7 separate regions of the Mus musculus genome follow, and regions 2, 3, 4, 5, 6 and 7 are each linked to region 1. A link is a contact called in public promoter capture Hi-C data. All regions are on one chromosome and are shown on one strand. Each heading gives the region's core, a stretch centred on a gene start, on an enhancer-like site or on the middle of the called end of the contact. The rest is flanking DNA. Distances are from core to core; before and after follow the strand shown.

Region 1 (3,153 bases), core at 307-2,806:
AATGCTTCCTATTTTACTAGGGATCAAATTCACATCTTCAGGCTTGTGTGATCAGCACTGTGCCAGCTGAGACATCTATCTACCTATCCTCGTCTACAAAGAATTATTAGGGGTTTGGCCGTGTGAAATTAGAAGAACACACCTACACAAGGTACTTAGAAACAGAGCCTTATTCTTCCTCTAAAAATCAAGTAAATCACAGGGTTGGGGGTGTAGCTGAGACAGAGTTTGGCGAAATATGTGTCTGTACCCTACATATATCACAGGTGAAAGAGGGTAACAGTTCTACTCTATTCATGGCTGTCATGAGGAGCGAAAGGTCTACAACAAAACACAGCATCATGTTTGCCACCAACTCTGGGATTCTTTCTTGGCAGAAGGTGTTGGTGGGCAGGCTGTTAGTACCGTAGTGCTCTATTAAAACACTCTCCAAGTGAAGGAAGGGGCCATCCTAGGGTTCTAGAACAGGGCTGGAAAGGTAGGTTGGTGGTAGTGTTTGCCTTGCAGGCATGGTCTGGACTCAGTCCCTAGCAAAACACACACACACACACACACACACACTTGTAGAATGCAGTGGAAGAATATGCCTCCCTTGTTATAGCCTACAGCCCTTTTCCAGTTTTAACAGATTAACCATGTAGTTTACTCATGCTTTGCCTTCTCCTTCATGTGATATATGGGAGTGCTCACGTGTGTGTGTGTTATAGAAAAAGTCACGAATGCAACGACATCTTTCTCCTGCGTTTTTCTAACTTTTGTTTTACCTGGCTTGTGAAGCAGTTGGCCGAATAGTTGTTTCGTACGGGGTGTGCAGTCCGTTAGAGTAAAAGGTGTTTGACAGAATGTCAGCTCCTTCAAGGTTCCTGCAGCAGTGGGGCCTGCCGTGAATTACCTCCATGCTTCTTGCCTAAAATGTTAGTCTGGAGATAAGTAAATAGATAAAAATGAAAATTTGGACTTGTAAACTGCCTTGGTTAGACCGGACAGGAAACAGTTTCTGCTGGCAAAATTCAACTCATCGATGCACAAAAACCAGAGGCTTATTTTCTTACTGGCTGTGAGGGTCTGTGGATGCTGTCAAACCTGTGGAGATAAACTGAAGCAAACCTGCAGAGTGGAAGATGAACACATTGTGAAACAATTCATGTCTCACCTCAAATGTAACAATATTCAAGAACAATCAGGTAACTTCTAGCGCGGGGGCCTTTCTAAGCAGGGAGACTCGTCATTAACAGGTCAAGAGCCCTTCCTCTCAAGGCTCTGCAATTCTGTTTCTCAGGCAGTTAAACTGGGTGGTGCGCACCTCTGTCCTCATGGGGGACATTGGGTTCCCCAGAGCGCTGGAGAGAAGCCCGTCCCTTCGGAGGACTCCGGTCCCTAGAAGCCGTGCAGCCAGGGGTCGCACGCACCTGACACATCTGCCCCGGAGCGCTGCCCGACCGCGTCTCCCTTTCTTGTCTCGGGATCTGGTGGGTCTCCTCTCCGCGGGGCGTGGAATTTCGTGGTCTTCCGCACCTGCGGGCCCCGGGAGCGTGCGGGCAGGTGCGGGGGAAGAAGGCCAGAGGGCTGCGGGCAGGCCGGGGCGGGGTTGAGGCTGCCTGTGACGGCGGCGGTGACCGCGCACTAGGTAACACATCCTGAGGGTGGGGCGCTGGCCGACGTGTGGCGGGGAGCCCTTCAGAGGATCTTAGACCACCAGAATTGGAAGAGAAGCCGGAAGTGAGGAAAGAGGGCTTTGTGGCTAGGGGAAAGGTGGAACCGCCGCGTTTCCGCTTCAACCTCATGCCTGGCCCCGGAGTCTTAGCGCCTTTAAACTCCTGCATGTGCCAGAGGCGCTCAACTACAGACTCGGCCCCGCCCCTGCGCCCCGCCCCCTTCTCAGGCCCCGCCCACCCGCCTCTCTTCGCGGTCCCTGGGGCCTTTTTCCTTCAGGCCTGGTCCCGCCCTTCTACCCAAGTCCCACCTCTTCCCTCCCTCGCCCCACCTCCTGAGGGCACCAGTCCAGTCCTAGGCCCCGCTCCGGCTCCGCTGCCTCACGCCCCGCCATAGGCTGACCTCAGGCGCCCTCTGGCGGCGCTGGCTTGGCAGACTATCTGATCTACAGTTGCCCTAAGTTGGGTGGGTGAGCATGCTTTCTCAAGGTGTGAGGGAAACAAAAGCTCTGGTCCTGGGAAGGAGAGAGAGAAGATCTTTGTGTAAAAAAAAAAAAACAAAAAACAACAACAACAAAAAAAAACAGATTGTTACAGTTTGCAGTGTGATGTGCTCTTAAGTTCGTCAGAGTTACAGAAAAGCCCAAGGCAAGGAGGTATCTTTTCTACTAGCTGGTGGTTCACCCAGCTTCTCACAGCTCAGAAGAGTTGGAGATCTACTGGTAGCCTATTGAACACTATATCAGAGAAAGGGACACTCTCAAGTCCTAAATTATGGATAAAGCTCTTGCCATAAACCAACAGGATGAAGAATTTGGGAAGGGTGCAAGCCCTGGCCTACAGGAAGGGAGCTGGACTTTCATGGTATCAGGGGAAAAGCCATCATCTTTCTTCAAATCAGTACAGCAGCAGTGTTTGGCTTTTCTCAGTGCTTATGTTGCTTTCTGCAGAATTGAATATTAAAAACTGCTTGGTTTACAAAGGTCTTTTGAATTTATTATTTCCAATTAAGAGACAAGGGAAACCTGCATATCAGATCTTACACTCTCCTGACTCTTCGAGGAGCCAGAACAGTTAACACTCCCTCCCCCTGATGACTCTCGGGCGGGGGGAGGGGGGCAAATTCCAGCCTTGGGAACAGACGAAAAGCAGCATAGTCTAGCCTCCACATCACTGAAATGCACACCCCCTTTTGATTAACAACCAACATTTCTCCTGTGCAGAAGGGTCCTGCCCTTGAAGGAAGCAGAGGCTAATATCCTTGAAATGATAAAAGCCCACTCTGGGACTATGGAAAAGAGACAATTAAGTGTCCCCAGACAGCTGTGACGTTTGTAGAAATACACCAACTTCTGATAGCACAAGTTTCTTTTCCCAGATCACAAAGGTCCCTTTCCAGCTGCGCGGCTCTGCCCCACTGTCTGAACCAATGCTATCAGGTTTGAAGGACAGCATTCCTTTACCCCTCGTGTAATGCCAAGGCTTGGAGACCCCGCTTGCG
Region 2 (3,153 bases), core at 400-2,899, 1.8 Mb before region 1:
TGGCCCTTGGTTGAACCTTGGAGCTAGCAAAAGTGGAAGAGCTCCCCATATCTAAGAGGCCCTCCCCTGGCAGTGCTTCCCTCATGCAGGACTGGAAGAGACTGGAAGAGGGCATGGGCAGGCCACACTTAGAAGCACTGTGAGAAGGTCACAGACTTGTGTGTTGGCCTTGTGCAGATTATCTTGGTCTCATTTGAGAAAACTGATAATATCATTCTTTCTTTCCCATATCCTTCACCACAGCATCTTGAGAACAAACTGTCCTAATGGGGAAAATGTGTCATGCTGTTATGAGGGAAAACCAGTGTGCAATGGTCATGGGGTCCTTTCCGGGAATAAAAGCTTTACTGCCTGCAGCTTCATTCTGTTTGCTTTGACTGGTCTTTAAAGAATGTATTACTTTATCCAAAACAAACAGCAAATGCTTTCTGTGAACAGATGAACCTGAGTGAACGCACACCTTTAATCCCAGCACTCGGGAGGCAGAGACAGGCAGATTTCTGAGTTGAAGGCCAGCCTGGTCTACAGAGTGAGTTCCAGGACAGCCCGGGCTACACAGAGAAACCCTGTCTCGAAAAACAAAACAAAACAAAACAAATTCCCTCCTGCCCAGCACTGTGAATGTTCACCAAGAAAAAGAAAAGTGATGGGAAAGAAAGAAAATTAAACCTGCAGGGGACGGGGAGATAAGATAGCCAGTCCAGCCACTCAGTGAGTACTGGATTCAGTGAGATGATACGCCAATAGATAATTTAGCCAGTCAGAGAGTGCAGACCACAGTCAGTGATGGAAAAAGACATCTGGTGTCCCTTTGCTCTCCAACATCGAGGAACCCAAGGCTCTGGGGAAGAGCCTGGGGTTGTTCTTATCCATTGATAGAGTCCTGACCCCGACTGGATAAAGCGAATGCTAGTCAGACAGCTAGGGTTCCTTCTGGACGATGGGTAGTGTATGAACTTCAGATCACCCATGGGGCCCACGTTCCATCTTCCTGCCACAACTCTAATTTCCCAGCTCACAAAACCCGGTCTGATGCCCCGTCCCAAAGACTGGTTCCCCTCCAGCTGCTCTCTGGTTCCCAGACACTCAATACAAGCCTGGCTGACAGCTCTAGGGAAATTGCTTTAGAAGCTTGTCTGCTCCCTTTCGCCCTTGGAAAGCAAGGAGAATGTCTAAGAGTCCACCTCTCCTGAGTCCTCAGTGGTGTGTTAGCCTTGTTCTGTGAGGGAGAAAACTCACTGATGTTCCACAGACAAGACTAAAAGTCCCTGGGGAACAGGAATTTCTCTACAGTCTATGAAAAAAGATCAGTTGTCTTTCCCTTCAGGTTGACACTAATTGTTACTGGTAGATTTAAGGGTGAGCAGGATAGAAGAACACCACACACACACACACACACACACACACACACACACACACACACCACAAGATCCCTGTTACCTGGTGAGTTCCTGAGGATCTTTCCATTCAAGATCTATAGCCACTGTGGAGCTACCTTCCAGGCCTAGGCAGCCTCTCACATTGGTTTGTAGTCTTTCGTAAAAGTACAAGAGCTACAAGAGGTGAAGGCCAGCTCACAAGATCTGTCTTCCAGGGGGAGGAAGACGGTGTCTCCTGAGGGGTGGGAAAGGGTGATGTACATGAGTTTCTCTGAAAAGGGGTGCTCTGAGGGCCACTGAAGAAGGCAGCCAGTGGAAAAGGTTGATTTAAAAAAAAAAAAAAAGTTCTGCTTCCTGCTCCACCCTCATCGGCCACACCACTGAGATGTTTGTGTACAAAGTATTCTCTATGGGCCTAAGAGAATCTAGAAGTCTAAAAGCATGGGCAACCCAAGACTCTAGCTTCTGCTCCTCCTCACCAGGCAGACAGCATGCATCTCTTCTGCTCTGCTGTTTACCTCTGCCATCCGGAGGTAGCTTCTTAGATGGAATTTGAGGTGGCAGTTGAGCCTAAAGTGGCTCTCTCCAGGGCCCACTGGACAGATCAATAGCTATCATGCTTGAGCCTGGCTAAGGTACCCTGGCTTCTAGGGAGAGTATGGGAGAACAAGGCTTAGGTTTTCTCACCTGGGCAGACCTTGTCTCCACAGAAGCCATGAAGCTAGCTACCCAGTCTATAGTATGGTTTAGGCAAAGCAACAGCACTTAGTGGAATCCCAAGTCCCTGTGCCTCTGCCTGCTGCCCTGCAGGACTCAGGATCCGGAGTGAGCCAGGTCTCCTCCCTGGAGGAGTTCCACTTAGCCGTGTGTTTGAGTTCAGATCACTTTTTTATTCACTTGCTGTTCTTTTCCGCGTATGAGTGTTTTGCCTACATGTATGCAAGTGCCCTCTGCACATGCCTGGTGCTTGCAGAAGCCAGGAGAGGCTGCTGGATCCCCTGGATCTGGAACTATTAACACTTGTAAGGCTCCTTAACTACTGAGCCATCCCTCCAATCCCAAGTTTGGGTGATTTTTTTTTTTTTTTAAACAAAAGAATGTTCAAGGAGGAGAGTGGGATATGGGATCTATTTGGGTGAAATGAATATAGATGTTGTTCCTATAACCTGCATGTTCATATCCTTAGCTTTTTGTTTTGTTTTGTTTGTTGGTTTTTTTCGAGACAGGGTTTCTCTGTGTAGCCCTGGCTGTCCCGGTCTGTAGACCAGGCTGGCCTTGAACTCAGAACTATCTGCCTGCCTCTGCCTCCCAAGTGCTGGGATTAAAGGTGTGAGCCACCACTGCCTGGCTGTTGTTTTGTTTTGTTGTTTTAATTGACATGTATGCTCTTGTGGGTTCCTGAATCCACCTCAGCTCCTGCAGTGTGATTTCTTCCTCACAGAACTCAGGGATTGTTTGGAACCTTTTCTCACTGCAGCTTTCTGGTCCACGCCTCCAAAGGGAAGGTGCATCCTGCTGTGAAGGGACGGTCAGCAGGAAAGGAAGCCAGACTGCAGCCAATGAGAACAAGAGCCTGAGGCTCAAAACTGTAGGAAGGGAGTGGGAACTGGCGTCGACGTCTTGCAAACACTGCCCCCTGCTGGTTACCTGCTGGTTTGCTGTGTTCTGTTTTGCCCAGTCTGGAAATATTGAACAGTGGTTTGGGGGAGTTGTTTGTTTATTTTTGATGTGCCTGAGCTCGCACGTGCACATGCTCCTGAGTGAACACAGGAAA
Region 3 (3,153 bases), core at 287-2,786, 1.6 Mb after region 1:
CGTAGGGGTGGTGGTGGTGATGATACACTGCAGCAGGCACCGCATTGGCGCCCGCCGCGTGCACTGGGTTCCACGAGGCACCAAACACCGCCGCCTTGGACTGGAAGCTGCAAGGACTGAAGTCGGGGTGTTCGGCCAGAGCTGCCGCCTGCCTTGGGGGTTGACCCAGGGTCCCTGGAGCGTAGCGTCCCGCACCCAGCTCATCAGCAGCGTCGGCGCCCAGCAGGAAGGAGTCCACATAGTAGTTGCCCAGGGCCCCGGTGGTGGCCATTGCAGTAGCCCGCGCCTGGCCGGCCCAGCCCGACCCGCCGAAATTATGAAACTGCAGATTTCATGTAACAACTTGGTGGCACCAGGGGGGGGTGAAGTACAGTCACCTAATAAGTTGCCGGCGCCCGCGCCCCCATTGGCCACGCGCGTCACGTGTCCGCCCGGCAGAACAATAACGCGTAAATCACTCCGCACGCTATTAATGGCCCGGTGTTTTGCAGTCATAATTTTTATAGCAAAAGCCATATGTTTTTATGCAAAGGGATCGCGCAGCTCCACGATCTGGTTTGTTTTAATTGTGGCCAACGAAGATTAAAAGATCAAATCTGGCCTTGCCTCTGTACTCTCCCTTGCCACCCCCCCAACACACACACATACCAGACACACACACTTCTTAAGCGGACTATTTTATATCACAATTAATCACGCCATCAGGAAGGCGCGGGTCCCGCGTGTGAGCACGGCCAGCAGAGCCCCTCACATAAAATTAGACAATAATTGAAGCCATAAAAAAGCAGCCAAATCGCATTCTCACTCTACTGTATTTAAATCTATATTTATGATATTTCATAAGGAGTTATTGTTTCGGAAGCCACACAGGCTGGTGGAAAGTCAGGAGCGACCAACAGATTCGTTTGCCTCGCTGTGGCTCCCTGTAAAAATTTATGAGGACTTGGAAAGGTTAAATTAGACTGTTGTGTTTGGTTGGTGAATACCCTGTAAATAATCCTTGCAGTCCTCAGAGATGTGAGCCCCCCGCCCGCGCGCGCCCCCAGGGCCGGCCTAGAAAAGTCAAATACAAGGCTCTCTCCACCTCAAACAGAGTGACCACCGCCCCTGTCGCGACGCACCGTCGATGATACAACCACCTAAAATGGGCTACCGACCCTAGTCAGACTGGAAAGCCAGCCAGGCGCTTGCACATCGGCCAGATCACCCTTGCTCCACAGGGAAGGCCCCACAGAGCAACCAGAGCAACCGCCAAGGAGAGAACTGCCAACCCTCAAGGGTTTGTGTCACAAACGCCCTGATTGTGTCACAAGCGCCCTGGCCCACTTCTTTGAGCACAAACTGCCCAGCGAATTTTATTCCCTAGCCAGCGGGTTCTAAGCTCCATCATCTGTATGCCTAGTCCCGCTCCCCAGACTGGAGATGGGGAAAATCGCCAGTCAACATCAAGAGGTGTTTGTCTTGCTGAGGGGTCACCTCGCCTAGTTTCTGGGCCCTGTATGAACCGCTCTGGTATCCTTCCCTCTTCTGTTTTTTCCTCCTATTCCTCTATCACCCCACTTTTTTTCCCCTTCCTTCCCATTCCCCTTTTCCTTCTTTTGTTACTCCCCTCCCTCCCTTCCTCTCTTTCCCCCCCGCCCCCATCTCCAGCGCCCCTGCCTTGGTTATCCTTGAAACAGAACAACAGAGATCCCATAGTCAAACTACAGCTCAAGTCCAGTGCTACAAATTAACCCGGGAGGAACACTGGACATTGACTTTAATCTCATCCTTTGGTCAAATGGAGGATGTTATTTTTCACCCCTTAGAATCTTTGGGAATAAGAGAAAAAAAGTGAGAAGGCCACAGCCACTGTTGTTAATGGGAGGGGCGGTGGCCCCATCCCAATCTGGAACACAAAGCAACAGCTCTTAGAAACTGTGTAATTAAATTCACGTGTGAATTTTGTGCCTTCCAAGAGTATGTTTCTCATTACTTCACTATCCACAAAAATGCTGACCCGAGACATTTCCATCTTTGTTTTTGCTTTCTTCCTCAGAAATAGTTCAAGGAGACACTTTCCAACGCTCTGACAGATTCCCCCAAATATTAGGCTCTCCACCAGAGAGGGGCTGGGAAGCTCCCGGGATCCACACCCCCTCGCTTGTCGGCAGGAAGAAGAAAGTGGTCAGCGCCAGGAACTGGATGTGGCCTGTCCTGACTGCCTCAGTCCCCTCCCCCTAATATTTTTCCTTTCCCTGCAAATTCCTCCAAGACACACACACCCCCAACACAACCCAAGGTGTTCTAAATATCCGGTAGTCCTCTGAGGTTCAGGTTTTCATTAAAGCAATAACCCAGGAGTATAACTCTGCTCTTAATTGTAATAGTAAATGGTAGAGTATTCCTGGCTGACTTTTTCATTTTTTGTATTCAGAGAAGATATGTATCATCACCATCATCATTAATATCATTAATATTTATTAATTTAAAATACTTTTAAAACTTTAGTCTCAAAACAGAAAAATTACAAAGAATTAGGTACTGAGTATTAAGCAGCTGTTTACATGTGGCCCAAAAGGGGGAAAATTCATAAAAGGAGATATTGTCCTTGTGAGTCTAGAAACATGATCCTAAAGTATACAGGTTTTTATTTCTGCTTTCTTTTGGATGAGTTGTATACACATCTAGAAATAATAAATGGATGCAACCACACAACACCTCATGCTCAACTGAGAATCTTCCAAAAACGTTGGTCTTTGAAATAAGCCCAGTACCCGGATGCAGAAAATGGCAGAGAAGAGTTGGAGGGAGCCTGGAGTACTGGTCACTCAGATAACAGGTTGTTGGCTGAGCAACGAAAACAATTCCCGGGCATCAGCCTGAGCCGGGAAGGGAAACAGAGTTCTGTGGTCTCAGGCAGTGCCTGTGTTGTTGGGGGTGGGGAGAGGGTGGTTTGTTTCAGGTTTCTGTATTAAGAGTCGTTAGGCTGGTTTTCTTAGATTACAATTTAGTACCAGTGCCCCAGTTTGTGCCCTCCCTGATCTTGAATTTGGGATTGTTTTCACTCATTTAAAATATATTGGACCTGGGAAGGTCTCCCTTCTCAAACCCTCAGTTGCACAAGGCAGGACATTTTCTGAATCTAAAATGGCTAGCAAGCCAGCGAGCAGT
Region 4 (3,153 bases), core at 274-2,773, 1.5 Mb before region 1:
TGTGTGCTGAGAGGGGGTTCCCCAACATGTTGGATAAGTAAATCCCACATGTGTTTTGCAACGATGGTGGTCTCTGTGCTCTTTGTGGGTGAGGGTCTTTTAGCAAGCTATAACACCTCCTTCATGTCCTTTCTCTGTATAGCCCACTGAGTTTAATTAGTGCTATCTTTATGCGCATAGGTGTTCATGGTTTTTTGTTTTGACCGGAGTTACAGTGCTAGGCATGGATTCCCTCCTGTGAGGCAGGGCTCAGATCTAATCAGAAGGTGGTTGGCTGGCTAACCCCATAACTCATGCACTATTGACTCAGTGGGCGCATCTGGCCTGGCATTGGAATTATCACTCAGGGTAAGTCCACTGATGGCTTTTCTCCCCCAGTGACCTGCATGCCACCTCCTGACTCCATGAAAGCTGGGCAGCAGGTAAGAAGGTTTTAGATTAGTTTCAGCTTGAAAACAAGGAGTGTTGTCTTCACCAATATGTATGGTCTTACCATCTAGTTGTGGGAGACAACCAAAATAGCCTCACTTGTTTTTAGGTGGGCCCATAGCTGCCCTGACCAATAATGTAGGGATGATAGTATCCCAAACCCAGCACTGAGATTTTCATTTAATGACCCATATCTTTCATTTGAAAGCAATCAACCATACCTGATGCCGCCATTCAAACTTTTTTCTTCTTTTTTGTATGATTCATTTTTGTTTTGTGTTTTTAATTTTATGTGTTCAGGTGTTTTGCCTACTTATATGTCTGTACAATATGTTTGTGCACTTCATCTGAAGAGGGCATTTAATACCATTGAAATTAAATTCAGTCTGTACTTTTGACTGCTCAGCCATCTTTCTAGTTCTTGAATTTAGGGTTTTTTGTTTGTTTGCTTTTTTGTTTTTTGGACAGTGGGAAATGGCTAAAAATACTTAATTCCTATCTGACAGGGTTAATTTCTGCATATTTGGGGGAGAGGAAAAACAGAAAGGAGAGAGCTAGAGAGGGTTTGAAGGGGCTGGAGAAAGTGGGAGGGAAGGAGAAAAGGAAAGGAGAAAGAAGAAGAGGAAAGAGAGAGAGAGAGGTAGGAACCCTTTAATTCCTTTTAAGATGTATTTATTTATGTATGCCTACAAGACAGAAGAGGGCATCAGATCCTATTATAGGTGGTTGTGAGCCACCATGTGGTTGCTGGGAATCAATTCTCAGGACCTCTGAAAGAGCAGATAGTGCTCTTAACCATAGAGCCATCTTCTCCAGCCCCATAAAGATTATCTGGGCTCACTTTTTTTTTTCCTTTTCCTTCCTTTCCTTTCTTTTTTTTAAAAAAGAGAGACAAGGTTTGTCTGTGTATCCCTGGGTGTCCTGGAACTCACTTTGTAGAATAGGCTGGCCTTGAATTCAGAGATCTGCCTCGGCCTACCAAGTGCGGAAAGTAAAAGCGTAAGCCACCACCATCCACACGGTCCTCCTCATTCCTTAAACTACTCCCCAGGCAATCCGTCTAAATCACCGTTTCCGGTTACAGACCCGCCCACTTCGTGACGTAGAATCCCGGAGCCGCCCGGAAGCTCCACCACCTCCCCCCAGAGAAGTCGCGGCGAGAGCTATGGGTCCGGGCTGGTCGCCCGCGCGGCGTTTATGGCCGCTGCTGTGGCGCAGGGCGGTCTTCCAGAGAGCCGGCCCCGCAATGGCTTCGGTTCCCTGGCTTCCGCGGCTGGCAGAGCGATGGCTTCCCGCGAGGCCCGCGACCTGCCTGACCCCGAGCCTAACGCGCGGCCTGCACCATGGGCCTCAGCCCGAGGAGCGGACCGCTGGCGACGCTCGCCTGCAGCCCGGACCCGCAGGTACGCGGGCAGGACACCTGGTGGCCCGGCCTGACCCAGGCGGCCCTGGGCTTTCCTGTGCGCTTCGGGGGCAAGAGAAATAGCCATTCGCGCAGACGCAGAGCTGGAAGGGATTTGGGAGGTGGTCGGCACCAACTTTGCTTTGCGTACCCGAGAGTCCTAGAGGGAGGCTAAGGTAGCGTGTTGTCGTCAAAATTCCAGTCATAGAGCGGGCAACATCCGGCTCTTGGCTTCACAGCCCAGGATCCACCCCGTCTCACGATCTGCCCAGGGTCGTAGCAGGTGGACTGGTTGGTCTTAGTAGCACTAGTCCTAGCAGCCTCGTTTCTTCATATCTGTTGAAGGCTGTGGACCAGGTATTGTCTTGAGAACCCGCCTACCATACAGTATAGTTAAGTAACCTTTTTAATCTGCGATTCGATTTAACGTGTGCCCTAGGATATTGTCCTCTCCCTCAAATCATGCCGCTGGTTGTTGTGTAGCATCTCTGCATTTGTGGAGTGTTGTTCCTTTCAGTACTAGTAAATAGAAAGACATTTGCTTCTGCTTCCGTTTGGTAATCGCAGTATCCAGTGTCCGTAATCTGAACCTTCTACCTAGGAAAGCTGAGCAGTGCTTTAGGGAACTGTTGTCCGGGTTCAGTTTTAAGCTGGTTTTTGGTTGGTTGGTTTAGTTTGTCTTGAATGGAGATGGTATTAGGGGTTGGACCCAGGGCCACGTACATGCCACCACTGAAGCACACCTTCAGTCTTTTAGTTTAAAAATAAAAAATCTTTAGACCTTGTCTTTCTGAGTTGCTCAGCCTAACATTGAACCTGGGATCCTCCTGCCTAGTGTTCACCAAAGCATTTTAGATATAAATACACTTGTAGGGGGAGCAGTTCCACTGTCTCCAGGAGACTTCGTGTCAGTCTGCTTCTGTAGACAAATGTAGGTCTGTATTCTCCTCAGCCATCTGACACAAGCGTTTCTGCATTTTCAGATCACATTGGTGCCAAGTTTGACATCGATATGCTGGTTTCACTTCTGAGGCAAGAAAATGCAAGAGACATTTGTGTGATCCAGGTTCCTCCAGAAATGAGATACACAGACTACTTTGTGATTGGGAGTGGGACTTCCACCCGACACTTACACGCTATGGTCCACTACCTTGTGAAGATGGTAGGATGCTCTCCTTTGTTGTGAACCTTTACCTAGAGAGTGACACACAGAGGCTGCAGAGGAAGCCCACTTTCTAGAATTCCCAAGAGTGATTTTTATGGTTTCTCAGAGTAAAATATTTGGGAGCAAATACTTAGCTCTGTCGAGCCCAGATAATTTC
Region 5 (3,153 bases), core at 396-2,895, 1.4 Mb after region 1:
ACAACATAGGATGTTGGAAGAGTGACTGTGGGTCCAAGCTTTAGAAGCAAAACCGGGTTGTTATTTTTTTTAATTACAAATATGGACAACCTAAAAACGATGACATTTCTGGAACAAAACATTTTTCTGATCTAATTATTAAGATATTTTTCTAAACATGCAATTCCTGCATTGCCCCTCCCGCCACCCCATAAAATGTTAACTGTAATGAGACCAAACTGGTACTCCTCTAAGCTCTCATATAAGAAACTAAAACATTTCCTTAAATCAGCATCGACAGTTCTTTCATCATTTCTCTTAGTGCTATCCATGAATGATGAGAAGCATTTCTCAGAGTGACATAGCACACCCTCACCCTGCATCATGTTCATACAAACACAAGTCTCCATCCACACATAATGCAAACAACCCAACAGCTTAACAAGGTATTCTATGATGCTTGGTCTCATACTGTTGCAACTGTAACTTACTAGTTCAAATGTACCTTTTAGAGGACATTGTTTTTAACGATTAAAACACACAGTTAACAGCACAGGCATCTAAGCGAAACTTTTTAATCCATGATCTATATTGAAAGGAATGTTTTAGAGACAACCAAACTAAAATTATTCCATTTCCAGATGTTAGCATCTACAAGACAAAGTATATGGTGGTATCTAAGACCATCAGGATAGGTGAGACTTGTGATACTCTAAAAAGATGTATTTTTTATTTTGTGCAGAACTATCGAGCTTTTCTTGATGCTTAGTGGAACTACACACCTCCAGACATTACTGACCTAACTGAGGAACTGAGGAACCGCATTTCAACTCCTACAAGTAAGTTCCTATAAATGGGAATGTAAAACCAAAAAGGGGAAGATGAGGTTGCAAAGATGAAGTTCCTTGATCACATGATACAGGAAGTAGGAGTTTTAACACAGCCTTCCTTTTTCACTTTTAATAGTTACTGAGGCTTTAGAAATAGTGGCTATTTGAAAATCGGGCACCCTTCAAAACTATAAACATGTTTGGCCTGACTGTTCAAGAAAATGGGGGTGGGGTTGGAAATAGTGCCTTTTGGCCTCCTAACTCCCAACACCTGCGGCCCTGCAGATGCACCTGCATCCTTACTGGCCAGGCCACCCAGGCAGGACCTAGTGCTTGGACTTCTGCTTTCGCAGTTCTCAAACATGCATTCATCAACATTTGCTGTCCATCTCCCGCCCTCACATTCCGGTCTTCATGAAACGCATAACTGTCCGGCTGTCCAGGGAGGATCAGCACATTTCAGCATACACGCCCACTCCCTTCTAGTCCCGACATCCCAGTCCCCCTATACGGCCCGCCCCCCACCGTCCGCATAGGGTGAGGGCTAAGCGCTTCTGTCCCTGTCGGCTCGCCGTCCCCGCGCCCCCGCCCCTAGCGTCACCGCCCCCTTCCCGCTCTTTACCTGCCAACAGGTTCCTAATTTCCTCAGGGAGAGGGCCGGGAGAAGAGGTACAGCTGGGGTTGGGCATGATAATGGCTTGGACCTAGACTCGCAATAGCGGTCCGAGTAAGCACCGAGAGGCTACGACTCCGGACACGGCCCGTCCGAGACTGCCAACAAGGAAGTCACTAGCTCTCCAGCCAGCGGTCGCTGGACGCCGGGCCCTGCCCCCTCCCCGCCCGGGAGAATTGGGCGGGGCTATGGGTGAAGGGGCGGGGAGACCGGCCTTAAAACCTGACTGCGCTTGCGTAGACCTTGCTTTCTGACTGTCCGAAGAAAGCGCCTCCGGGTAGACCACGCCCACACACAGCCGGGAAGGCCACGCCCATACGCGGAAGCGAGCAGGAGGCGAGGCCTCCGAAGGAAGGGAGCGAATTGGAGCTGTGTCACCTGACCGGCCCTTGAAGCTCGTCCGCGCCATTTTCGTTACTGGTATGTCAGCCACACCTCTCTTTCTCCAGGATTCCGGAAAATAAAGCCTCCGCAAGGCTTACGCACTTTCCCTTTAAGGGGTCATCTAAATACTGGTCTTTTCCACCAAGGTTTAAACCCCCGTCTGGTAACCCACCAAGAAGTTTCTACCATTACCCCCCAACTAGCATGGCTTTCTTTGTCCCACTAGATGAAGGTAACGGAGTCCCATTTTCCGCCAATCCTTCCTGAGAGTCTTAGTCCTAAAACGGCGGAGCGTTCTGATTGGCGCTGACATTACTTTCCTACTTATTCTTGGTGTGGTTGATTTCTCTCGCTCTGACGGAATTAGTTCTAGATAATATCCTTTTAGGGTCAGGCACCTGAAATGTGCCAGAAAGCCACCTGTACCGTTGCCCGCTCTAAGTATTTTTTAATTGCAAATAGTGGTTAGAACAGGGAAAATATAAAATTTACTTCAATCTAGTCAGCAAAGGTTGAGTCTTTCAATATTACACGTTTACACTTAAAATCCAAAAAGTTCTGGGTCCTTTAGTCTTTAAAATGGGTGGTGTGTGTGTGTGTGTGTGTGTGTAGAAATGATAATTACATTCAAGTGCCATCAACCTTTACAATCCATTAAAACCTACTGTGTAGACATATTTGTCATGTAGATGACGCTACCAGAGCTACTTAAATACAAAAGAGGATGATACGAGTCTTCAGAGAGGAACTGACAAGGGAAAACATTTTGAATGTAAAGTGTGTATTTAGTTAAAAATATGCTTGGAAAGGTGGCTAATGATACACATCAAGTTGCACCTTCCACTTTCCTTTGCCAGGCACATCATTTTCAAAATGACATCTGAATATCACCTACCTACATTGGTAGAAACAAACAGTGGTTTGTTTGTTCTTATTTCTCCTAAGTTGTGCTCAGAATGTTGTGTCAAAGCTCCAATCAGGAGTATGTTTGTAGGAGGCACAGTATGGTGTGGGGGAAGGGGGTGTCTCTGTGAGACATGCTGAGATACCAGCACAGGAAAGTATAGTATAGAATATTTTGGGCATGGGGAGGGGAATTGAGTGGAGACAGAGAAAAGCAGAGAGAGGGGGAGAGGAGGGGAGAAGACAGGAGAGGAAAGGAGAGGAGAGGAGAGGAGAGGAGAGGAGAGGAGAGGAGAGGGGAGGGGAGGGGAGGGGAGGAGAGGCAGGCAATAAGCATGTGGAGAGCACAGGGAGGGGCATGGAGAGAGAGGGTAAGGAGCAGGA
Region 6 (3,153 bases), core at 463-2,962, 1.4 Mb before region 1:
GCCAGAAAAGGGTAAATCCGCTCACCTCTGCCGTTTAGGGACCGAGTGCTCAACTTCCATCGGTTTCCCATGTAGTTCCATTTTACCTGTGAACACACAAGAGGCAAGACGACGGGCTAAATTCAGCAGCTTTCCCCACCTTGAAATCTACAGTCTTTAAGAGAAAACACACCCTGCTTCAGTGACCTCAGCAGGGCCCCAAGATTCCCACCCGACTCAAGGACAAGGGAGGAGCAGGGCAAGGAGAGGGTGCAGAGCTGACCCTTCGGGTGGGTGTGGCTTTTTAACTTGCAGAAAGCTGGGGAGGGAGAGCAAGAGTCAGGCTCACCACTTGGGTTGCAATTTTCGCCTCCTGACCCCCTCCAAGGGCCACCCCGCACCCCAAGGTCTGCAAGAGACACACCCCCAACAAACAGCCTGCCATGGGGGCGCGCGGCCTTCTTTCTGGTCCACATCCAGGTTGGCCTGGAGCACTGGGCGATGGGATTAAAGAGCCAGGGTGCCAGGAGGAGATTGGGCGGCCGGGGTGCTGGTCCACGCGCGCTGACCCATCAAGGCGCCGGCCTCGAGTCCAGCTGGGGACGGTGGAAACCGAAAGGCACGGACAGCTGCTCTCCCCTCGGGCATCCAGGCAGAGCGCACTCAGACACCCGGGCCGCGGCTGCGCGCACGGGCCGGGACTGCGGCGCCGCGCGTGGCAGGGCTGCCGTTCTGGCAACAGCCGGCCGCCGCCGCCCACCTGCCCCTTTCGCTCTAACGACCCCGCGAGGTGGACGCGGCGGCGTGGAGCGGGACCGCCTGGACGCGGCCTCCCCCCGGGCGTAGGCTCAGGCCACTTTCTGTTCTCTACGGCTGGGGGACAGCGACCAGACAGAGGGCCCGGCGGGCGTCCACGCTGGGCCCCAAGGCCCGCCTGGCCCGGCCTGCAGCACGCGCCGCGCCGCGCCCCGCGACTGACAGCGCGTCCCCCTCCCCACCCCCACCCGCCCCGCAAGCGGGGTCCCGGATGGCAGCTGCGGAGACGGGGAGGCCCCGACCACGCGCGCGGGCCCCACCTGAAAGCGCCTCGATGGCCTTGAGGGCCCAGCCCTCGTCCGGGCAGTCCACGAACGCGTAGCCCGTCTTCACCAGGAAGGGGCCCGCCACCGGGATCTTAGCGTCCTTGAAGACACTTTCCAGGTCCGCGGGGCCGGCGTGGTCGCTGAGGTTCCCGATGTACAATTTGTTCATTGTGAAAAGGGGTCGTTTTAAAACCCGAGGAAAATGCTAAATTAAAAAAAGCACCCACGGCGGAGGATGGAGCCGGTGGATTTTGTTCCTCTCCTCTTGGCTTTCAAACCCACACAGTGACCCAAGCACGGGAGCGGCGGGCGAAAACCAGATCCCAGGGTCCTTTTTCCTCTTCTGGGTATTAAAAAAAAGAGAGAAAGAAAAAGCCTAGCGACGAGCCCAGCGTCGAGTCTTCCTAACTCTGGGGAGGAGGCGGGATTAGCGAGAGAAAGGAGGAGGCGCGGGGGGAAACTACTTTTTGTCTCTTCCTCCCCAACCCCTTTGGCAGCGGCCAGCGGGCTGTGAAAATATCACACTACGTGGGGCAGGCGCCGCCTCCCCGTAAAAAAAAAAAACCCCGAGGGGTGACTGGCAGCGGCGAGGGGAGCGGGGCGGGGGCAGCCGCTCCGAGTGTCCGGCTTTTTGAATGAGCCACGTGTTCAAACTACAAATCAACGTCTCACGTGAGGAATCCCAGCGCCTCAATTAGAGTGGGTTTCGGAGGAAAGAGAAAAAAAAAAAAAAAAAAAAAAAGCGAGAGGGGGAGGGGAAGCGAGATTGGGCGAGGAGGGACCCCGAGCTGGAGCCGGAGCCGGAGCCGGGGAGGGGGTGGAGAGCGTCCAGCCGCTGCAGCCGGCGCCAGGCGCGATGGGCACGGCGAGTTTCCAAAGGGTCCGAGCCTCGGGAGGGTCAGACGAACGATCCTTTTTCCTTAAGATGAGGAAGCGGTTAGGGGGTCCCGCGGTTGCAGTTACCGTAGTTTGTAACCATTCGATTTTTAAAAAATGGGTCACTTAACAACGAAATCTGAATGACAATCTCGAACTCAGTCGGTGGCTCTGATGACCGGGGAAAGTAGAACCCGGGGGCAGAGCGCCGCTCCCCTCGAGGGCCCCGGGGACCGAGCAAGCGGGGCGGCCCGGGCCGGCGTGGGGGAGGGGAGCCGACGTCCTGGGCGGGTGTCTACGCGACACCTCCTCCGCCTGCGCTCCGGGTGGCTCTCCGCCTCGCCGTTCATTGGCTGCTCGGCTACGAGAAGACTCTGGATAAATGAGGCCGGGGGCGGGCTGGCCGCGTGGGGGAGGGGCGCGGGGCGGAGGCTGTGGGGCTGGGGGTGGCCGAGTGGGAAAAGTCGGTACTTAAAGGGAAACCCTCGCTTCCTGTGGTTTTTCGAAGGGGGAGGGCTGGGTGTGGGGGAGGACTGATACTTTTATTTAAATAATTTTTGTTAAAGAACTTGGGACTCTAAGGGAACCCTGTTCAGCGTCAGCCTAAGGTGGCGGCCGCGCTGGGAAACTATTCCTCGGCTCTTTCCGCCTTCCTTTGACTGTGAGAGCCATTCATAATTTTCCCTGTAGGTAACGAGCACAATGGTGGTTGGGGGGTTGGGTCTGGGCCCGGTGGAGCCTTCCTGATCCTACTAAATGTGAGCCGGAGAACAGGAATAGGGAAAAAAGGGCAGTACCCCTGTCCTTGTGAAAACCTTCAACTGTGGCTTAATGGTTGTGTGCTCTACTCAAAGGCTTCAAAGATAACTTGTGATATATTTTTAACAGGCATTTTATGGAAAAGAGAAATTGCCGGGTTTGGATGACTGAAATTAAGCTCTATATAGCCTGAAAATACAGGCAGAAATCTAATGTTTTGCTACTCTCGCAAGTTGAAAAATGTGAATAGAGAAAATATGTGCTTCATACTACAAACGCCTTCAGCAATTGATAATTTGATATGGTGTTCTCTTTCAAAAAAAAAACTTAATAATACTTTATCTCTGACAGAAAAACAAGTAGCAGCTTGTTTTTAAAACGTGAAATTATTGAAAGATCTAGAGTATTTGCATTTTGTCTTTAAAAGGAACTTACAATTCTGTGTGAAGTAACCGGA
Region 7 (3,153 bases), core at 241-2,740, 1.3 Mb before region 1:
AAAAGGGACAAATTCTTTCCTTCAGCAAAGCCCTCCAGCGGCTTTTTTCCACCCGCCCCTCCTCCACTAGAATACCAACACAACTGCCAGCCCTCGAGTACCATGGGACTTTTGTTTCCCTTTTTTTTCCTTCCATGGTTTTACCAGGACTCACTTCCATTAATTTCCAATACTAGGGTAACTTCGGAATAAAACTCAAAAACCGGTAACGTTCTAATAATATACTCAAGCTTTGTGAATATACGGTTTATACTCACAAGACCTCAGATAACCAAAGTCTTGAGTCCCTTTTCCGGGGAATGGGTGAGAAAAACGGGGGAGGGTCTGTAAATTTCAGGTATAATCTTTTGAGTTAACAATGATTAGCTTTTTTCTTTTCTTTTTTGAAAACTGAGGCAAGAAATTTGTTCAGTTACGTAAGGTTTAAAGTAAGATGTCTTGGCAGTTTAGCCATAAAGATCTGTAAAGGAGTTTTCAGAGGAATGGTCACAGGAAGGAAAGCTTTGGAAGTTGAGACATAAAGAACCCAACATCTAGCTGTTAGGAAAACAGGCGTCACTGCATTTCCACATTCATTTAGAAGCGAAAGGAAAGAGGACATTAAGGGGAAAGGCTCTTGCGTAGTTTTCCCTTCCCCGCTCGCTCTCGTCTTAAGGACTCTTAAGGGTCGCTGCGGTCGTTGACTAACCACTTCACTGGGCTCGTCCCACCTTCAACCTCAAGGCTTTCGCCTTTACAGACGCGACGCCGCCGGTTCCGACGGAGACGCGGCCGCTCACTGCAACAGAGAGCCAAGGAGACAACAGGCCCCAGCTAGTCCCGCGCCAGCGATTCCCCGCCCGGACAGCAGCCCCGCGCACTTCTGACCCCGAGACCCCGCTGCGATGGCCGGAGGAGGGGTGGTGGTGGCCCGAGATGCCACCGCAGGAAGCACCTACCACTATCCGGCCGGAGGGAGCGCCCCGCCGCCTCCTGCCCCACCGCGCCGGGGACCCGCACCTCGGAGCAGAGATGGGAAGCTGAGAGGAAAGGGAGCGACAGGAGAGGATAGGACCAGGCCAGGTACCAGTCAGCCGCCAGAAAGGAGCGCTGCGGGCTAGTGGGGCATCTGGGCACGCAGGGGGACCCCGAAGCCATCTTGGGACGTGACGCGCTCGCGGTGGCCCTCAAGGCTGCTCCTGAGGGCCCCGCCACCTCGCCCGACCGACCGCGCTCGTCCCCGAGCCCCGGAGCATCGGGCCGCCGCCGAAGACGGCTCCCGCGGCTTTGTACTCACTCTGCCCTCGAAGTTGTTCTCCTCTACATCACTCATGTCGGCCAGGCGCTCCCGAGAACTAAATAAGAGATATGTCTCGGCTCGAGGGCCGACGGCCTAGTCACCGCGCTGTTCGGACTGTGGGGAGGAAGAAGGCGACGGCTACAACGGCCAGTGCGTTCCACTCCCACCAGCTCGCACGTTCAGGCAAAATGGCGCCCGTGCCGCCAGAAACCTCCTGGTGTCCCCGGCGCCTGACGTCAAGGGGCGGACCTGTGATGACGTCGTCGCGAACCCCGCCTCCGCCCCGGGAGGCTTTGTGTCCGCCTGGCCTAGCGCGGGAGATTGGCGGGTTTCAAGAGCTTGCTGTTTGGCGTTGGGTCGGTTTGTCCTCCGGGTGCTGGAATTAAAGGCGTGTGTCATCGCCTGGCTTTGCCTGTGGGGTTTTGTTCTTGAGTTTTTTTGGTTTTGTTCTCTTTAGGTATGGAACTCAGGTCTTTCTTGCATAGCAAAACAAACCAACCAAAAACAAGCAAACAAAAACCCAACAAACAAACCGACTTTTCCAGCTGAGTTTTCCTTATCCCCAGTATCTGCCCCCCCCCCTTTTTTTTTTTTTGGTTTGGTTTTTTTACAGAGACAGGGTTTCTCTGTATAGCCTTGGCTGTCCTGGAACTCACTTTGTAGGCCAGGCTGGCCTCGAACTCAGAAATCTGCCTGCCTCTGCCTTCCGAGTGCTGGGATTAAAGGCGTGAGCCACCACGCCCGGCTAGTATCTGCCCTTTTAAACGTTGAAATAACAATATATACACAGATGGGGTTATACTGAAAAGCCATGAGTTTCTCACTCTTCTCTGCTTCCAAACCTCAAGACAGGGTTTCTGTGTAACCCTGGCTGTCCTGGAACTCCCTCTGTAGACCAGGCTGGCCTGGAACTCACAGAAATCTGCCTGCCTCTGCCTCCCAAGTTCTGGGAATAAAGGCATGAGCTCCCACCACAGCGGGGGGCATTTTAATTGAAGTTCCCTCCTCTCAGGTGACCTTATCTGTGCCAAGTTGATAGAAAATTATCCAGCACACCTAGCATGTACTAGGCTCTGGGTTTAGTCCTCAACACTGTAGAACATGTAAATAAATAAAAATAAATTGGGGGAATATATTGTTTGGCAACATTAGTATCCATACTTCTTGCTCTAGAAAAATAAGGAACACCAGCACAAATAATGAATTCACAAAGACCTGAAATAGCTGGGTGTGGTGATCTGTGCCTGTGATCCCACCACTTAGGCGTCTAGAAGGAAGGACTGTTGGAAGTTCCAGCCAACCTGAGATATAAAAAGAGAGCCTATCAGAAATGTCAGAGAGCTAGTTATCAAACTCTTTAAAAAAAAAAAGATTTATTATATGTAAGTACACTGTAGCTGTCTTCAGACACACCAGAAGAGGGTGTTAGATCTCATTATGGATGGCTGTGAACCACCATGTGGTTGCTGGGATTTGAACTCAGGACCTTCAGAAGAGCAGTCAGTGCTCTTAACCGCTGAGCTATCCCTCCAGCCCCCATTATTAAACTCTTAATGGTTTGGACTCAGCCACAACAGGAAGATTTATGTTGTGAATATCAGCAAATCATTTTTCTTCCTCTTTCTTTCAGAGAGCTCATTATTAAATACTTACCCTTCTATTCATGTAATATCATGTAAGTTAATATGTAGTGTTATTTTGTAAGTGCATTTAGAACAGCACATTCCTGATTTACTATATTGTTGTTTCTTCAATTTTTTATTGGATATTTTCTTTATTTACATTTCAAATGTTTTCCCCTTTCCAGGTCTCCCATTCTGAAACCCCCACCACCACCACCCCATCCCCTGCCTCTGTGAGGGTGTTCCCCCATC

The links. Promoter capture Hi-C pulls out the DNA fragments that hold promoters and counts their contacts.
Region 2: a contact with region 1 is called in a promoter capture Hi-C map of hippocampal neurons, with 2.8 times the contacts expected there. The contact joins the promoter of Gimap3 here to the promoter of 4921507P07Rik in region 1. A contact is called at or near these places in 2 of 39 promoter capture datasets (hippocampal neurons and pre-B cells).
Region 3: a promoter capture Hi-C map of pre-B cells shows a contact between it and region 1, with 6 times the contacts expected there. The contact joins the promoter of Hoxa9 here to the promoter of 4921507P07Rik in region 1. A contact is called at or near these places in 3 of 39 promoter capture datasets (hippocampal neurons, liver and pre-B cells), 3 of 115 datasets of contacts at active chromatin or transcription factors (astrocytes, embryonic forebrain and embryonic limb bud) and 2 of 9 other capture datasets (adipose tissue and liver).
Region 4: a promoter capture Hi-C map of pre-B cells shows a contact between it and region 1, with 10 times the contacts expected there. The contact joins the promoter of Malsu1 here to the promoter of 4921507P07Rik in region 1. A contact is called at or near these places in 2 of 39 promoter capture datasets (embryonic stem cells and pre-B cells) and 1 of 115 datasets of contacts at active chromatin or transcription factors (extraembryonic endoderm stem cells).
Region 5: a promoter capture Hi-C map of pre-B cells shows a contact between it and region 1, with 5 times the contacts expected there. The contact joins the promoter of Skap2 here to the promoter of 4921507P07Rik in region 1. A contact is called at or near these places in 3 of 39 promoter capture datasets (hippocampal neurons, liver and pre-B cells) and 1 of 484 Hi-C or Micro-C datasets (B cells).
Region 6: a contact with region 1 is called in a promoter capture Hi-C map of pre-B cells, with 7 times the contacts expected there. The contact joins the promoter of Igf2bp3 here to the promoter of 4921507P07Rik in region 1. A contact is called at or near these places in 7 of 39 promoter capture datasets (cranial neural crest, frontonasal cranial neural crest, hippocampal neurons and 4 more) and 1 of 115 datasets of contacts at active chromatin or transcription factors (astrocytes).
Region 7: a promoter capture Hi-C map of liver shows a contact between it and region 1, with 7 times the contacts expected there. The contact joins the promoter of Tra2a here to the promoter of 4921507P07Rik in region 1. A contact is called at or near these places in 6 of 39 promoter capture datasets (cranial neural crest, hippocampal neurons, liver and 2 more), 1 of 484 Hi-C or Micro-C datasets (B cells) and 2 of 9 other capture datasets (adipose tissue and liver).

What each region holds. Positions count from the first base shown.
Region 1 is chr6:50,595,034-50,598,186 of GRCm38.p6, forward strand. It overlaps 4921507P07Rik (RIKEN cDNA 4921507P07 gene), which reads right to left and starts at 1,557. Exons shown (of 10, transcript NM_027564.3): 1 at 1,410-1,557; 2 at 765-920. The coding sequence starts at 898.
Region 2 is chr6:48,769,202-48,772,354 of GRCm38.p6, forward strand. Gimap3 (GTPase, IMAP family member 3) reads right to left here and starts at 1,650. Exons shown (of 5, transcript NM_031247.3): 1 at 1,441-1,650.
Region 3 is chr6:52,225,834-52,228,986 of GRCm38.p6, forward strand. Hoxa9 (homeobox A9) reads right to left here and starts at 1,537. Exons shown (of 2, transcript NM_010456.3): 1 at 1-1,537. The coding sequence starts at 271. It overlaps Gm52902 (a long non-coding RNA gene), which reads left to right and starts at 1,671. Exons shown (of 2, transcript XR_003956434.1): 1 at 1,671-3,153.
Region 4 is chr6:49,072,272-49,075,424 of GRCm38.p6, forward strand. It overlaps Malsu1 (mitochondrial assembly of ribosomal large subunit 1), which reads left to right and starts at 1,524. Exons shown (of 4, transcript NM_029353.1): 1 at 1,524-1,832; 2 at 2,815-2,993. The coding sequence starts at 1,595.
Region 5 is chr6:52,010,904-52,014,056 of GRCm38.p6, forward strand. It overlaps Skap2 (src family associated phosphoprotein 2), which reads right to left and starts at 1,646. Exons shown (of 13, transcript NM_018773.2): 1 at 1,432-1,646. The coding sequence starts at 1,498.
Region 6 is chr6:49,213,242-49,216,394 of GRCm38.p6, forward strand. Igf2bp3 (insulin-like growth factor 2 mRNA binding protein 3) reads right to left here and starts at 1,713. Exons shown (of 15, transcript NM_023670.3): 1 at 1,056-1,713; 2 at 26-86. The coding sequence starts at 1,230. D030074P21Rik (a long non-coding RNA gene) reads right to left here and starts at 19. Exons shown (of 2, transcript XR_869057.2): 1 at 1-19.
Region 7 is chr6:49,262,562-49,265,714 of GRCm38.p6, forward strand. Tra2a (transformer 2 alpha) reads right to left here and starts at 1,491. Exons shown (of 8, transcript NM_198102.2): 1 at 1,277-1,491. The coding sequence starts at 1,312.